Regions from separate parts of the Danio rerio genome. Here region 1 is linked to region 2. The links are chromatin contacts, called in public Hi-C maps. All regions are on one chromosome and are shown on one strand. The core of a region is the stretch at or near the end of the contact, and the rest is flanking DNA. Distances in the headings are between cores, read along the strand shown.

The links. Hi-C and Micro-C count contacts between places; a contact is called where the count stands out from the background.
Region 1: a Hi-C map of hematopoietic stem cells shows a contact between it and region 2, with 3 times the contacts expected there. The contact joins the promoter of zc3h3 here to the promoter of usp1 in region 2. A contact is called at or near these places in 1 of 18 Hi-C or Micro-C datasets (hematopoietic stem cells) and 1 of 4 datasets of contacts at active chromatin or transcription factors (embryo).

What each region holds. Positions count from the first base shown.
Region 1 is chr6:35,353,943-35,360,573 of GRCz12tu, forward strand. zc3h3 (zinc finger CCCH-type containing 3) reads right to left here and starts at 1,571. Exons shown (of 12, transcript XM_684588.6): 1 at 1,501-1,571; 2 at 1-375. The coding sequence starts at 1,546. cyldl (cylindromatosis (turban tumor syndrome), like) reads left to right here and starts at 1,669. Exons shown (of 15, transcript XM_003198803.5): 1 at 1,669-1,872; 2 at 2,047-2,682; 3 at 2,807-3,091; 4 at 3,844-3,925; 5 at 4,025-4,188; 6 at 4,308-4,458; 7 at 4,591-4,726. The coding sequence starts at 2,248.
Region 2 is chr6:34,925,070-34,930,874 of GRCz12tu, forward strand. It overlaps usp1 (ubiquitin specific peptidase 1), which reads right to left and starts at 4,128. Exons shown (of 9, transcript NM_199579.1): 1 at 4,036-4,128; 2 at 3,474-3,661; 3 at 3,261-3,387; 4 at 2,293-2,391; 5 at 1,924-2,090; 6 at 1,183-1,826; 7 at 864-1,028; 8 at 574-775. The coding sequence starts at 3,649.

The sequences.
Region 1 (6,631 bases), core at 321-2,820, 430 kb after region 2:
AAGATGGTACAGGTTTTTCCTTGGTTTGTTTAGGTTGCTGCTTTTTAAATGAAACACTGTTGCTCCCAATAAGTCCATCATTACTCCCAGTGGCAGTTGCTCCAGATGTGCTAATGTGGAGAGAAGGATGGCTTACAGCTGAATGGAATACATGACTCCCAGATGCCCTGTTGGTCTTGTTGTTAAGCGAGTATGTTTTCCTCCAGCTGCCAGAAGAATGAGCCATATGTGGCAATGATGAATATGATTGTGTGTAGTGTGCGGCATGACCTCGACCTTGGCCCTGGCCACTCCTTAAACCACGTCTGGGATGACCCCATTGGCCAGCGCTTGATGGAACGTCACCATGGGTACTTTTATAGTCATTAATGAGGTCTGCAAAAGTCATGAGGAAGTGTGTGAAATTACAGCAGATTATGTAAAAAAGTTAATAAGATGGAATAATTCACATTAGATTTTTGATTTTCTGAGATTCTGTAATGTACAATATTTTCCTTAAATTGGATTTCTACAAAGAAACCTGTTAAAATCCTCTCTTGTGAGAACAATTTTTGGTAAATCATTACATAAATTTGTATTCGTTTAAATCTTCTAATCATTTTTGATAATCAACTTTTGATTATCATTTTGAACCAATCAACTGTATGCAATCATATTTTGTATTATTTTATATAATTATTGCATAATGGGTTTTTATTCCTATATTTATTTGTTATTATACCAATTTATTTATTGACCTAAATATAAATATATATTTTTCCATGGTGTTGTTTTATCATTTTAACTAATTACTCGCTATTTACCCTTTTGTATTTGTTTTATTTAAGTTTTACTTTATCCCCTAAAAATCCAGTGCGAAAATCTGAACTTAAATACATAATTGCTGGTCATTATGCCATTAAACATGTCTATCCGTCATAATGTCACAGACAATGTACACAATCATGGTTTAAAAGTTACACAATAGTCAAAATCACTTAATATGAGTTACACATTCATTAGCTTCCAAGAAAACACATGTGACAGCATGTCAGGAAAACAAACAACAGCATAATCTTAAACTAAGTTAATAAAAAATTATTAAGCAGAAACACCCATACAATTCTATCACTTTCATTGACATTCTAGCATAGGGTCTTGTTAATGTAACCTTTAAAAAAATATCTTGTTTATTAAAGTTCTAACTTAAGTGACCAAGTTTCTTGGTTTATTGACCTGATGACGTTATGTATAACAACAGTTTTACTAATAACGTAAATACATGATATTACATGTATTACAGAGACTACAAACACATAACCACATTGAAAGGTGTTACTGTGGGCAGTGTTATCTTAGCTTCAGGGAATAACCGTTAAGTCAGCCACGTTGTAACTGAACAGTTAATTCAAAAGGTAAGAGTAACGTTAACTAAAAACCAGCAGAGGGTTCGAAAAAGGCTAAAACAATTGTCGAATTACGATATAAATTCAACATATTAAATGACGAAATCACTCTTACTTTGCAGCTCCTCTATTTCTCTCTTAAGCGCTTCACGTTCAGCCATCTTCACACCAAAACACGACCGTCATAAAAACCGCGACGCCGGCTGTGATGACGTATACAACCAACATCCAATCACAACACGGCTCTCAACATGACTCTTTACTTTTGGTTTTGCTCAAAAACACTTCCCCTATCTTTACAAAACATCGACAGCACAGAATGTCAGGGGTAGTTTTATTTAGAACACCATTATATACTTCTGACAATCTCTTTAAATTCTAGTAAACGTTTAATCGTAGTACACAACGTATGTAGAGAAAGACGAATAGTTCTGCTAGAGTTCTGCTGAGTTTACTTTTTTAACAGAAATCGAAAGTATTGACATCGGTAAGTAATGAGCATAAACTCTTCAAATGTTTGTGAAGTTTAAATATAAAATTGAAATGTAATTTTAAAATTAAATTATTATTTTATATTGTCACTTTGAAGTGCTTATTTATTATTAAAAAGTTTTTTTGAAGTTTGTAGCAAACTAACGATTGACTGTTTCTATTTTTACAGGGTGTCTAGAAACTATCACCTACATCTAATAATGCAGTTGTATGAATCGCTTAGTTTTTTTGGAATTATTTGAATGACAAGAGTAACATGCATTGCTCAGAGGAAATGAGCAAATAAATGAACATTTTGCCCACGCTGGAAACACTGCTGTCAACCTGAAAGCTTGTTATACTTCAGTTTTCCAAGTGACACTTTTGAGAAATGGCCGCAGCCAACAAGAAGATATACTTCATTATCACTGCGAAGCCTCCTTCACCAAATAGCTTCATTGATGCTGGTGAAATATGCTACATAGATAAACAACAGTATGAGTCCAGGCTAAAAAGAAAGGCTACAGACACTTTACCTGTAGTTCGTATGGGTAGCTTACTTGAAACCGACCTTGATAAAGTTCTTCTGATGCCATTGAGCATCAGGGAAGCAGAATTACTGCTGGCTCTTGAACCTAATGAAGACCGACTTTTGGCACTGAAAGATAAAAAGGTTTTACAGGAGGCCTCAAATCTGACTACAGACGATCAGGTTTATGTGGAATACAATGGGAAACAACTCAAAGGTATAATTCGATACATTGGCAGTATTACGGATTACAGCATTAATCCTTTAGCAGGAACATTCTTTGGGGTGGAACTACAGGTGAGTTGTTCGTGTAAGAGAAAGTGTGTCTCTGTAATGTTGAATAGAGAACAATTCGTAGCAATGCAAAAAAAAAAAAAGTTTTTGTTTTAATGAAATGCTCTTTTCTCTTCTGTTTTTTTAGGGTGGCGACAAAGGAAAGGGGCAAAATGATGGCTCCTACTATGGCAAAACATACTTTAAATGTTCCAAAAACTCAGGAATATTTGCACCTTTTACAAGAATCACACCAATAGATCATAAGCCTTCAGCACCACCCCTATCAACTCCACCTCTCTTGTCCATGACATCAAGTGAGCCTCTTGATGTTGGAGACAGAGTAATCTATTTCTTTGACAATAATCCTCACCATGGCATGGTTATGGATATAAAGGACATGCAAGATGGTAAAATGGTTCTCATATCTACTGTGAGTATTGACTCTTTGTTAGAGTGACTCAAACTAATAATTAACCCCAAAATCAATTGTGGTTCTAAGACTGTTTGATTACTTTGTTAAGTAGATGAATGAATCAAATAGTGAGGTTAAGTTAATAATGACAGCATATTTTGAGGGGGTGAACTTTTTGTAATACTTTGCCTAGATGCTAAGACAAAACCAAAACTAGGCTGGTATGATCATACAAAGTCAAAAAATGAAAGATTTAATCTGAATGTTCTTATAAAGGTTAATCATAGAATAACTATTAATATTAATAGCTATATGTTAAATAATAAGTTAATGTTTAAGAATTGTTTTTATTCTAACAAGTTTAAGGAAAAATATCGTGCCTAATCACTTCTAGGCACATTTTTTGTCAGTTGCTGAACAGTAAAGCATTGACAGCCAATCAGCATTTATTTATTTTTATAGGGCATCAAACATATGAATTGACACACATAAGCAAAGTATTTGCTTATAATAAATTGAACAATACTGAGTGTTGGTGTGGAGGCTAACATAGTTATCAGAGTAGTGATAATAGTTGTTCTTGGTGTGGACAAGTTTTTAGATTTGGATATACACAGTACTTTATTAATCTTATTATGGAAATCTCACAGCACAATAAAATTGTTCTAATTTCTGGTCAGCTCTTGCTAAATTGATCATACTGTAAGATGAGCTTTTGTATAATGGTACAGAAAGCAAGAATGGTTTACTAAAAATGCTTCTTTTTTCAGGATAAAGATGAAGAGGGCAAACAAGGTGGAGAGATATTGGTCCCACTGGATTGCATAATGAAAGAGGAGTTGTTAAATACTGGTAATCCATATGTTGTGTAATTGCATTTTTTGTGTACATTAACAGTAAAGAATACTATACAACAATAATTGCTGTTTTTCTATATAAAAATATGACTAGATGAAAAAATGGACACTTCACAGAACCAAGAGATGGACAGCGCTTCTGATTCAGAAGGAATCTCGGTTGGCTCCCTAGTGCAGTATATGGGCAATAAACTTGGAATTGTCCGCTGGATTGGATATCTACCTGATTTTTCTGAGAAGAGTGCTGGGCTGGAAGTGGTAAATTCTCTATTCACTAATTCAACTGTTGTCATCTTTCCTAAAGAAATCTTAAAGTTTTTAAATAATCAAATAGTTAAATTCCTTTTAAAAAGTGAAATGTATGTATTTTGTATTAGGTGACAGGCAGTGGAGTGTGTGATGGAAAATATAAAGGAAAACAGTACTTTGACTGTGATCCTAAAAGTGGTTTATTTGTGAAACTGTCAGTTTGTCGGCCTGATGATTCTGTCTCTGGTGCAAATGAGAACAAATCTAATGGATACATTGGTAAGACATGTTTATGTAGTAAGCATTTATCTATGGAGACAATGTGTCAATGAGTAGTAGAAAGTGAAAGGCCAGTCATCCATTACATACTGCAATGGAACTTGTGTGTCTTTTTGTATTCTCTATTAACAGATCATGATGGGGTGTCTGTGGAAGTAGAAAATGTACCTCCTATTAGAACAGAAGATGTGTCACAGCGATTGATAGGCCAGAACAAGGGCATTCAGGGTCACTGCAACTCTTGTTATATGGACTCTGCCCTGTTCAGGTCAGAATTAATCATTGCAGCTGATATTAACATCTAATTTCATTGAACACAAGACACTTAGTTTTAAACACTATTTAAAGGGTTAGTTTACCCCAAAATAGAAATTCTGTCATAATTTACTCACCTTAATGTCTTTCCAAACACTCCAGACTTTTTTCGTCTTTGAAACACAAAGTCATGAACACACACCAAATTGGCGACCATAGAAAACATTATAACCTCTGTTGACATCATGAGTCATTCAAGAGTTAAAAAACTGTTGTTTATAATACTATAATTACAAACTTAAAAACCTTTTGAAAAATGGTATTATATCTAGCACGTTTTCAGTTGTGTGGCAAGCAAAACAAGTCATAATGTGCATTATTTCACGCTTGCAAGGATTTCCACAATGACAGTGTGCTTGTCTCTATGATGTCTATATGGAGACAAGCACTTTGTTCAACATAAGCCTAGTGGTTGATACAGAATGGCAGGGTACAGGAATTATACTAATTTTTGCCAGTTTCCCCATTGCTGTCTTGATGGAAGAGTGATATTTACTCGTTTATGTTTTGTTAAACAACTAACTCAATTTCAGAGCGCTGAAAAAAGAAAAATATCATCTTCCATGTCACTTTTTACATCACACATATATTACCAAGACCATTGGTTCCTGGCTCACAAAAGGGCCTCAGCAAGCTCTGTGGGAGGTCACGTCATGTTTAAAAAAAAAATTAGCAGTGGACAATAAGAAAAACAATCATGTTGTCTTAGTTCATTTTATCCCCTTGCTGATCAAAAAATGGACAAATTTGTAATTCGAAATCCACAAAAAAAAGACAAGAGTCTCACTGATTCAGTGAGCAGCTAATAGTAATGATCCAAGCATACTGGACCCTGGTGAGGAAGCTCCAAACATTTTGGCTCACATTGCTAGAAATACTGGTAACACCAAGATAGTTACCTGAATTATGGTTTTATTTGAATTTCTTGAAGCAGAGAGTCCCTGACCCAGCCACAGTGCATTATCTGCGCTAAAGTTATTGCTAACGAATGCATGAGACCATCCAAATTAATATGACATCTGTAGTCGACTCATCGTCAATACCGCAAGGTGTACCCAATACAAATGGCCTACTGATGTTTTGCTTTTATATTTTACATAAAGTTATTATTTAGGAATAAACATATTTAGATATAGTAATAATCCATCTTTTTTGACATACTTACTGCAAACTTATTTGAGCAATAATATCATTAAATATGGAGTGGGCCTACAAGATTTTCTAGGGGAAAAGGGGGTCTTAGGCAAAAAAAAAAAAAAAAGGTTGGGAACCACTGACCAAGACAACTGACACTTTTTAACGATTAAATTTTGACTGTCCACTCTGCTTCGGCGCTTGTGTTTCAACACACCCTCTCGTTTTGTGCTTGAACAACTAAATGAATGCTTATGTTTAGCTAATGAACTCTTTTGATTATTTATTGTATAGATGCTGGAAAAGGAACCTTATAAAATTGAAAATAATCACACCAATCTTTAGCCAGTGGCTGAAAAATACTTCTGTGCATATATCCCATTCATAAAAAAACGAAATCTGCATAAGCTTTGCATGATTTAAATAGTTTTAAAGCATTCATACCTGTCTAAAAGAAGTACTGTAACTATTGTGTCATCCTTCATCGGTTTTAAACAATATTGTCCCTTCTGCTAGCAAAAGCCTTTCAAATTTTTTTTCTTTCAACCTGTAAAGCTAAAAAATGTTTCTGAAGACAATCACTTATTACACTTTTTAATTATTTAGAGCTCAAGTGAAAAAATTAACCTGACTTGTTTTTCAGGAAGCTTAAATGTGCCACATGACACGCTTGAACGAATTTTACTGTTTCTTGCAAATGAGTCAGACGTGCTTAAGTTTGAAT
Region 2 (5,805 bases), core at 2,878-5,377:
AGAAACTGTTCTACTACGATAATTGGTGACGAAAATTAATTATGTTCAGTAAGATGTACTTGTCTTTACTAACTGTTTATTCAATTAAACATAAATTTTGAACTGTAGGCCTACATAAGCTCCAAACAGCGAATAATAATAATAACTTTTTTGATTACCTTAACTGAAGTAAATAGAAATGGAATGAAGACGTGGAGTATGCAGATATTAGTGGCATTATTGAAGTAAACACAGCAGTCAAACTATTACCATCATGTAGGACTTTTCGCCATATTTTCCGACAATATCCACACACTTCAGTACAGTAAAGGACCATGCACACACACACAGATTGAAAGATGCAGAAGTTTTTTTTTTTTCATTTAGTGTGCATTAATAAACTCCTTAACACTCTCACCAGTCCTTACTCCTTATTTGCGTCTAATACCCCAGTTTGTCATGGGGGCATGAATGAAATGTTCATGAGTGAAATATCCAGAAGGGCAACCCGCTGATTTGATTATATATATATATATATAAGCTTTATTGTGGAAAGCTAGTAAACAAGCACTAAAATCAATATAGGATACATACTCTGAGCCATTGGCAGCAAAGCACTTCAGATGGATTGTGATGACTTCTGGCGTTTTGTCAAACAGAAGACTTCTCTCAGCTTCTGTGTAGTGATGACAGGTCTCACAGAAATATTTATCTTGGCCCACAATACGCTCAACAGATGCAAACTGAGATATGGCCCACTTTAGAGTTTTCAGCTCGGTCTTGGGATCTGGAGAAACTGTAGAAGGAAATGTAGTCATGATGAGCATCTGAAATGTTCTAACTAGCATAAAAAAGCAAACACAAAGAGATTTAAATGTACTCACTCTCAGAACTAGAGTCAGAAGAGAGGGTTTCGTCTTCTTGCACAGGCACACTGATGTCTTGAAAATCCTCTCTTCTCTCTGTGAAACACTCACATTCCAGACAACGTGTCCGCAACACCAGCTGACCCTGAAACATCCACTTCAGCACATCCAGGCCTGATTGCTCTAATTACACAAGAAACAAAATGTTAATGTTTTTGTTTTCAGATAATATGCTAATTAAAATTCATTTAAATAAACCAATTAAAAATTACTCCTCTATTAATTGTAGGATCTGATTAGGACATGGGATTTAATCAGAAAATGCTACAACATTTACCTTCATTCTTTCCCAGATCCTGTTTAACTTCATGAGTTTTGTTTTCATTCTCAGAGTTGTCCTTGTCCTGTTTCTCCTGAGAACTACAATCTGACTTCTCCTTGGTCTCTCCTTTTGCTCCTACATGTGAAGTAATTCGTCCCATGCTGCGAAACTTGGAGAAGATGCTAGGCTGCTTCCCTGATGGCCTCAACCAGCCCAGCTTCCCTCTCCTAGTCCTCTTGCCTGTATCTTTAGGTGGACTGTCATTCTTCTCTTCTTCTGTGGTGCTATCCTTCTCTTGCTCTTCTGTGCCATTCCTCTGCTCAGTAGCTGAATTCTCTGTGCTTATTTCACTGGAGGACTTGCGTTTCGAGCGGGTCATAGGCACGTTTTCTTCATTTTTCTTAGACTTGCTTTGAGATTTTGGCTTCTTCTTAGCATTGCCTGCTTCTGTGTCACTCTTTCTCTTTCCACTCAGCTGGCTGTCAGAGCTCCCGTCACCATCCTGGACAGACTCGGTTCCATTGATCATTGTGGTGTCCTGGTTGTCTGTTTGCTCTTTTTTGATAGTGTCACAGGCCTCCTGAATGTTCGCAAGAATGCACTGCAGGACCTCCTGTGCGTCATGCTGCAAGTAACCCTCATACATTGGGTTGAGCTGCCTGCAGAGGAAAAATCAAATCGAAAGTTAGTTCAATAGCATATATATATATCCAAAGTTTTTTTGCCGATGACTGATATTTTGGCCCACATCAGTACCTGAGCGCATTAAGCAGTTTACGTGGTGGTGTGGCTAGCTCTCCATCATTGTATTTTTCTGGGTTAAGCAGGAAGCTGGACTGCAGCTGCTCCACAGAGGAAATGAGGCTGTGGAAACTGCCCAACAGCTCCATGGGAACAGGTAGGGTGTTCTCACCAGAGTCCCCCTGATAACAAAATATCATTCAGTGTTTAACGCAATTATTAGCTGTTCTGCATATTTTGTGACATAATTAGCAGCCGCTTTTAATGGAACATATTTTAAATTTCTGTATTTACTTTTTTTAAGACTACTGATACTAATATTCTTTTATTTTATACACACGTAATGCAAATGTCTCAGGAGATTTTATGAAACTAAAGACCAACCTCATTGTTGGCACCCTCTTCTTGCGGTTTGTCTTTCAGTTTAGCCACATGACACAAGGACTTGATGGCTTCTTTAAAACCAGGACAGTAATATAAAACCTGCAATTAGAAAAGGTCATTAATTAATTAGATCCAAACAACTAACAAAATGCAGATATTACAGCAAGACACAACAATCTACATCTTTTTTTTACCCCACAGATGTCACTTTTTTTAATATCTGTATTTTGCAGCAGCTTTCAGTGAAAAAAAACCAACCAAAATTAATTTTATTTTATTACACTTTATTTACACTATTTTCAGATATCAATACATATCTTAAAAAGCTTTAAAGTTTATTTTTTCACAATTTCATTAAATTACATTCATTTTAATGGGATTAAAAATGGTAATTTCCTGAATATGTGTATACACACACACACAACCGGTCAAAAGTTTGAGGTCAGTACGATTTTAAAATGTTTTTAAATAAGCTTGTCCTGCTTACCAAGGCTGCATTTATTTAATAAAAAAACAGTACAAATAGTAAAATGTTATTGCAATATAAAATAACTGTTCAAAAAGTTTATCATTTAATTTAATCATTTATAATCACTCAATAAAATTTAATAGTTGAGATACATCTATTTGGTTAAAGTTATGATCTTAGATAAGACCTTAAAACAAGTTTCAAACAGAACCAAAATTATAGTGAATTTTTTTATCCTCAATCTGTTAAAAATGTTTTTTTTTAATATTCATAAATTATACCATGTTTAAATTATATATTACATAATTTGTATATTAAAAAAATTATGTAATAAAAATAGCTCTCTTAGTGTATTGCAACTCATCAACAGTGGGAATTACGTTTAGAGTTAGATTTTTTTTTAATAACGATAATACTTTATTCAATTCACCTGTGTTGTCCTGGCTAAGAAATTGTGACAATTAATAATTGAAGTGAAGATACGATGAACAGCGCATACCTGAAGGATGCTATTCAAGTAGCAGGTGTTCCCCAAATTATTAAACCCAACGAAGGGGACCAGGCTCTCGCGCTTCTCGCAGGTAAGAGGAGACGAAGGGCAGGGCAATGGCACAACCTGGTCATGACTTATAGGGGGAAATAATGAAGCATAAGTTTAGGAAAAATTTAATTTCATCAACGTAACTGATTGCTCCATGAAAACATGCCATACCAAATAGTCTCTTGCGGCTCAGCGGTAACGTTACTGTTGTCTTCTGGCGGGGCCTCTGAGAAGTCCAGAGCGCGTTTGGTTTCCTTCTTCTGAAAGAACTTCAATGAGAGTTTGCTTTTCTTCACAGGACTGCCAGCTGCAGTCACAACTCCACTATCACTGTGCAGCCCGGGCATTTTAACCTTTTACTGATCAAAATGTAAAAGAAACAAGTAACGTTAAACGTCAAAACGGAACAAGTTCAGCCAGAGTCTTCAACATCAGCCACAAACCGCGTGAAAGCCTTGAAGTCGGATGTGCTCTCGAAAACAAAACAAGCACTTTCTACAAGTAACATGACTTTCACATTCAATGTTTCACACATATGATTGATTATAGGTTAATATTCACGGGGTCGCGTTTCGTTTTATCATTATTAATTCATTAGAGTGAACACACGTATAGCAGTGTTGCTAACCGAGTAACGTTAGCCGCCCAGCCCACACAACATGCAGGTTCATTTCTGCAGGAGTACTTCAGAGTTACGTAATACGAAACAAAACTACGTTTAAAATGATATTACCTTATAAGACTTCTTATGCAAGGGTTACATTTTTGCGGAGTACACTCTAAAAGTACGCGGTTTCGCGTTAAATATAAACAACTTGACAAGCGCGTTTGCTGTAGAACTTGGCGCTTTTTCCACGACAAGGAGTTGCGTCTAGTGCCTGAACAAAAAGAGACGGTCGCTTAAATATTCCGACATTAAAGAAGGTGAGACGCGCAATTTGTTACTAAATTAGTATTCTGAATAAAATATATATCATTAGTTTTTCGAAACCATTATTAAACATCTAAATACTTTTCCTGGCAAAATGTTGGGCTACCTATCGTCTTGTGTGCCGTTTTTAACCGATCTGAGATCAGCATTGTGGGTTATTCTGACTGGGGTTTGTGAACATGTGGCTGAATTTGGATCAGCGTAAATAGGGTCCATCGCAGGAAGCCGCACCGATTGTACAATTTTCGGTAGAAACGTCTTTATCAATGTGTTATTTTGATCAAATATTGATATTTTAAATCGCATTTTTGGAAAACATTTACTCCGTGTCATAAAATATCTCTTGAAATTTCTCTTGAAAACAAGAGTAATGGTATTAACGCTTTGACTGACTGCTCTACCAAATGGTTGACCGTTTTTAATAATGACTGTTGTTAAAGTAATTGAATGAATGACTGTTTTAAATAATGTTTACACACAGCATTGTTGGTTCACAAAAAACAAGCAAACATAATCCTGTTGCATTACTACACTTGATTTTGGTTTTATTGTAAAAACAAAACGTGTAAAATAAGAATGTAAAATATTTTACAGCATACTTAAAAAGTAAACATGATTTAGTATTCAAAAATGTGTTTTTTTGTTGTTGTTTTTTTAAGGTTTTTTTAACATGACAAATTTGAAAAAAAAAAATTTATTGTATAAGATATGTATTCATTCCGGTACTTTTACCATAAACCGACACATCTACCATTTGGTAGACGTTGATATTTTAGAAATTATGGGATGTGCTGAAAAAATGCATCGAGTGACTAGTGGCATTAGGAGTTAAGAAATCAATCCAAACATTTATTTTCTTGGTGGGGAAGTAAAGGGTTTAGAAGAATGCATTAGTGAATTATTAGTGTTGTTATTAGGGAATAGTTTGGGAAATTTAAACACGAGTAAAACGGAATGCATGCTTTTACAGTCTAAGATGCAAAAAGCATTTCCTACCTTTTACCAGCAGATGGACATCTAGAGCAATACTGAACCAGCAATGCTAACCAGGACTTGCGATTAACATTTCACAATTATATTTTCTTTTTTTTTCTGTACTAACACTCACATATTTTTTTCATTAATTACCATTAACTAATTACCATTAATTCCATGGAAAGGTAGGTATATTTATAGATGCTTTAATTTTTGACTTATTTAGGCTGACTAAAAGAAATGCTATGTGCAATAGCGTTTTATGGAGAATAGCATTGCACAGAAAAACACAGCTGTCAGTTCACCTACCCACGTACTGTATATTACTCAAGAGACAACTAATCTGCAGATGTGCTTGAAGAGGCTGATCTCAAACCCTTTGAAATCACATTTTAGCATCTGCTGATGGGTTGCATCTCTAGAACTCCCTTGTCAGAAAAATGTGAGGAAGACAAAAAAATGTAACTTTTTGTATGGAAGACTGAGGCTACGGTTTTCAAAACAGCTATAAATCAGTAAATACACTGGCATGCATTCAGGCAAATGTTAATCATGCTTTTAATGTTTATATGAAAATATTTTAGGCTGAAGAGAGTT